Linked DNA regions of Gossypium arboreum: region 2 is linked to region 1. Evidence: chromatin contacts called from public Hi-C data. All regions are on one chromosome and are shown on one strand. The core of a region is the stretch at or near the end of the contact, and the rest is flanking DNA. Distances in the headings are between cores, read along the strand shown.

Region 1 (2,821 bases), core at 129-2,628:
TAATTTGAATGATTTGTTAAATTATTTGTTGTTTTTTTGTATGGTAATTGATAATTTAATTGATATTTATGCAGAAATTGTAATGGATTCTCTTATCCGAGCTACCGACCACACAACGTTTATGATAAAGGAGCCGATAAATGTGGTCTGAGTCAGTTTTAAATAAAATCATATAATTTTTTTTTTAGAAATGTTTTTGAAGTCGTACTCTTTAAAAAATAATCATTCATTAGTTGTGAAAATTAAACTTGAAAACATTAACAAATATCGATTTTATTATATGTACAGAATGAGTATCAGATCTTGAGAACTCAACTTCATGTTCCAATATATTTTCCTGACCATAAGATTATACCGTACTTGGATGCCGCCAGGTTTGGCACAACAGCATTCATTCAAATGTTTAAGGTCGGATTTAATATCTACCCTGGTGGAATGATGCACCCAAAGACCCACGCATTCCATCTTCTGTGTGAGAGTGCACGACAAGAAGATAGCCGGCACCTAAAAAATCATATTTTTCAAACATGGGTGCTGACAAATGGAAGGCCAAGGCAAAAGAAATTATATTTTTACTAGGGTGCCAGCCATTAAAAACACGGGATCAAAAAAACAAAATTTTACTAACATGAGTGCCAGTCACCATGGTGCCATCACCAAAAATATAGAAAAAAAATTATTTTTTTACTAGATGCTAACCACTAGAAACACGGGATCTAAAAAAAAAAATTTACCTGACATGGGTGTCAGCCAACACAGTACTGGTCACTATTCATGCTGTCATTGTTTTAAAAAATGAGTATTCTTGTAAATATTTAATTTTTTTAAAATTAATTGGGTAAAAACCCCACAATTTTTGGAATGTTTCTATTTCAACCAAATTAATTGAAATTTGAATAATGGAAAATATTGGAATAAATTATTCAATCCAAAGCGCAACCTAACATCCTACTGAACGCGGTTGAAAATTGAAACGGTTTAACAATGAACAAAAACGAGTGAGCATAAAAAATATTAAGAAAAGAAGGGCTAGCTTTGAAATAAAACAAAAAGTAGGAGGCTCATTCTGTCAAATGATATATAATTATCAAGTCTACGTTAAATCACTAATTAACATTCATCTCTTATATGTAGAAATATTAAATTATGTTAGAACAATTCGTCAAACGCATATATAATGATTTAACTACCAACTCTGCCAAACAAGACATTTATATAGAAAAACTCATGTAAATATCCTTCCAAAATTAAATTTAAACAAAAAAAAAATTATTAAATAATTTGTGAAAGGATTCAAATTTATAAAGATGTACTAAGCTTTACTCGACTTGAGCAGCCTAACCAGGTTATATATACGCAAGAGTTTTGATATGAAGGTGTGGAGCCAATTTGGTTGGAGTTGTTGTGGTTGGAGGGTGTCTGTGGGCGTCAAATGTTGACCAGACCACAGTGCTTGCTGCTTCTGAAAAATCCTTGAAATAAAGTATTACATTTTCACAGGACTGGGTCTCAGTTGCACACTTGAAACTCCATCAAACTCTGTAAACCGCGTGTAATTTCCCTCATGCTCCATTACTCCAACAATGTTGGCATTCTTTAATTGCCAAATATATAATCTTTCTCCCTCTCACCATCAAATTAGGTGTCGAAACAAGTTCAATGGGTTGTTTCTTCTGCAAATCCCACCCCTTTTCTCTCTTGATTTCTTCCTTTCTTTGTTTTTTTTCTTTCAGTTCTTCCTTCTCCACAGTCTCTATATCTGAAACTTCTAACCTCACATTAGTGTGTGCTTTAGTGCCTTCTCCTGAACTCAACCGATCCTCACTAAATTGTTCTAGCCTTCCAAGTCCTGGGATTCAAACCCCTTTCCATCCTAATGATTCCTTCACTGGGATTGTCTCTGGGGATGGGTTTTTATGCGGTTTCAGACCTTCGTTTTCCTCATCAAATGTTTCGGTCATGCATTGTTGGAGATTCTTCAACAATGGCACTACTATGGAGTTCAAAAGGATTTACAGGGGTCCAGCTCTCAACCAACTCGAAGCTGGAAACTCTCACATTTGTGGTCTTAATGCGACCAACGCTCTTGACTGTTGGCAATGGCCCGAATTCAACCCAACCGGGGATCAAAACTTCTCTGAAATCGCTGTTGGCGAAGGATTTGTGTGTGGATTATCGGAAGATGGAAAAATTAGCTGCCGTGGAAACGGTGCTGGTGTCACTGGCGAAGAGCCTAAAGGGAATTATCAGGTGATTGCTGCGGGCTTTAGGCATGCTTGTGCCATCAGTAGAGGTAATGATTTACAGTGTTGGGGGAATACGGTGGTCGACGATACGCCACGGGGAAAATTCAACGCACTGGCTTTGGGACTGAACCGGAGCTGTGCATTAAGGACTAATAGAACTGTGGTCTGTTGGGGCCAAAATAACTTCAGTCTGCCACAGGAACTGGAAAGGCGTAGCTTTATTGCAATCAAAGCAAAGAGAAATGTTTTTTGTGGAGTTTCAACATTGGATTTTTCCTTGTTTTGTTGGGGTGACGCAAGGTTTAACTCCACCTCTATGGTTTTCTCTCAAGTTTTACCGGGGCCATGTAGGAATACATGTCCATGTGGTTCAGTGTCCGGATCAGGCTCATTTTGCAGCAATGGTGGATCTATATGCGAAGCTTGTGTGTCAATTGCGCCGTCCCTGCCATCAGCTCCCTCGCCGCAACCTCAAAACAGATCCACAAGCAGTGATTGGAATGGCAGAATGATAGCTTTCCTAGTTGTTGGTTGTGTAGGATCCTTCTCTTTGTTACTAGTCGTCGGTTTCTTTG
Region 2 (2,821 bases), core at 111-2,610, 130 kb after region 1:
ACCTTTCCTTGTTCTTTTGAACCATCAGGAGCAAGCAAAGCTTTATTGAGGAACCTATGCGTTACAAAAACCATATCGTCATTTAAGAGATGTCTGTGACGGGAAAATGTAAATAGGAACATTGTTTTCGTAAATCATATCCTAATTCTCTCGTATGCAAAAATATCTCACTTACTTGAATTGCTTGGAACTTTCAGTTGGAAGAGTTCCTCGTGCCTCTTCCTCTGCAGCAATTGCTGAAGATGTTGTCTTCCAATTCCTAACAGCCAAAATGAACACTCTACCAATTCTCAGAAATGGGTTTTCTTCATCACCTTTGATACTATATCTGTAAGTTGTGGTTCCAAGCACAAAAGCAAGCAGACCAACAACCATTACAATAGCGGGTATCCCAAATCCAAGAGTCCAACTAAGATTGTCTTGGATGTAGGTTAAAATCCAAAGGGTTATGAAGGTGCCAGCACATATACCAAAATACCACCAATTAAAGAATGAACTTTGGGCTTTACACTCCTCTGGGTCTTGTCTATCAAACTGATCTGCACCAAAAGCTTGAACACATGGCTTGTGCCCACCTTGTCCAAATGCTACTAGATACAGTGAGAAGAAGAATAGTATGACTTGAAATTGAGCAGAAGAACTTAATATGGTATTATCTGTACTTTGGTCACCAGAATTGCTGACAGAAGGAAGTGCGGCTGACAGACTCAACAAGCCTAGACCCTGTTAAATCATTCCACATCAAGTCAGCACAGAAAACGTCTAGCAAGTACTCTAATCAATTACTGGAACAATTAAAATAATCTTGAACACCAAATTCCAGGAATTATGAACTCTCTTAATAAAAGAAAGGGAAATTGTTTTACCAAGGTGTAAAGAAGGGAAGCAAGAATGATGGTGCGATATCGGCCAAGAAAAGAATCAGCAATGAAAGCACCCAAGAGTGGCAGAAGTGACGCCGCACCAGACCAGGCGTTGACTTGAGCGGCGGCGGCGGCAGTGGATTCGCCGAGAGGCCCCGTCAAGTAAGTTATGAGATTTGAGGAGATGCCATAATAAGCAAACCTCTCAGCAATTTCAACGGCAATGATGAAAGAAGCGGATCTCCAGCCGCCGGAGTTAGAGCGGCGGACGGGACGGCCTTTGTAATCAAGGGAGGCGTCAATGGTGTCATCTAAAAGTGGAGTTTGAGCAGTGGAGAGATTGGAGATCGCCATCGCTTTTGCCAAAGCCTTTGCAATTTGGATGTACTTATCTCCGTCAGCAGTAAAAAAACAGATTCATGTCGGATTCGCTCTTTGCTTTTGCTAATGTCAGTAAATAAGAATAATGTCAATCTTTTTTCTACCTTAAAACTTTCTAAACACAAAGAACAAAAAAAGGAAAGTTAAAATATCTCGTTGATTTTTCAATTTTTTTTTGATTTAATTCTGTAATAAAATTTTATAAAATTAAGTACTATTTCTTTCATTTAAAAGTTTATCCATTTTCTATGGCTTTTTTTTAATTTTTAATGTATATAAGATTAAGGATTTTTATTTTAATTTATATAATTACTCTAATTAAGATAATTGTTTAAATTAATCATTATCTTTAAAATTCTATTAATCTATAATTTAGTTGTTTAATGGGATGCTTGTATTTACCAAAAATTATATATTTTAGTACTTAAAAAAATAATTGTGCTAATTTTTAATGCTTAATTTAAGATTTAGAGTTAATTTAATAAAATATAATAATAGAATAAATTTAGTGTGGATTGTAATTTGTTTAATTTTGTGCTTATTTGGTTAAATAAAGTTTGAAGGTTGTGATTCTTTTTCAAATTTTAAGATTGATTTGATAAAAGTTAATTATTATTTAATTATAATTTATAACATTATCTTAAGGTTTGCCAAATACAAATACTATATTGACTCAAAAACAAACACATGAATCAAACTAAAAAATATCTCAAACTCAGATACTAAATAATGCAAAATTAATTATCTATTTCCTATATTATTTTAAGGGTTTTTTATTCTTTATCTTTTTAATTTTTTTCTTTTAAGAATTAATATATCATTTGGTACATGAGTTCAGTTTTAATGTTTAATTTAATAGCTAAGTTGACTTCAATATTTAAATTGGTACCTTGACCAAATGGCATCATGTCCTGCACTGAATATTTAACACGTGTGCTCTAATAAAAAAATGCAGGTACTTAATTGGGACAAAAAAATGCAAATATTAAATTACACATTGAAGTCAAACTTAAATATCAAATTCAAAAAAGAAGCTCAAGGATCGGATTAAATATTAATGTTAAACTCGAGTACCAAAGAGTATAGTAACCCCTCTTTTAGTTATAATCTTTTGATTTTTTTCTGAAAAAAATATTTATAAATTAGAAGATTAAAAAAATTTATGAACAATATATCCTTGATATTTATTTTACAGTCCAGGAAGGTTGTGACAGCCCTAATTTGGCCCTAGTCAGAAAGTGGTTTCGGGATCACAAAATCGAGTCCCAAAAATAATCAAATGTTATATTATGTGTTTATTTCATGTGAAAGTGCATGTGTGAAAATCCCATGCTTTGATTCTGCCATTTGTGAGTGAAATTATGAAATAGGACCTATGTGAAAATTTTTGAAAATGCTATAGGCTAATATGTAGTGGCCTAATAAATAGTAGTGCAAAATAGGAGGATTTGCATGTCAAACTCCCCATTTTTTGTGTAGTGGTCGGCCATGGTGTTAATGGTAGACAACATGTGCAAATTTTTTTTTATTGAAGTTATGACATAAGTATGGCACAAATAATATATGTTATTTTGTGT

What was found. Hi-C and Micro-C count contacts between places; a contact is called where the count stands out from the background.
Region 2: a contact with region 1 is called in a Hi-C map of leaf, with 3 times the contacts expected there. The contact joins the promoter of LOC108450025 here to the promoter of LOC128293087 in region 1.

The regions. Positions count from the first base shown.
Region 1 is chr5:27,859,147-27,861,967 of ASM2569848v2, forward strand. LOC128293087 (serine/threonine-protein kinase-like protein CCR4) reads left to right here and starts at 1,379. Exons shown (of 1, transcript XM_053028422.1): 1 at 1,379-2,821. The coding sequence starts at 1,660.
Region 2 is chr5:27,989,154-27,991,974 of ASM2569848v2, forward strand. LOC108450025 (protein NRT1/ PTR FAMILY 5.10-like) reads right to left here and starts at 1,361. Exons shown (of 3, transcript XM_017747453.2): 1 at 867-1,361; 2 at 176-723; 3 at 1-54. The coding sequence starts at 1,217.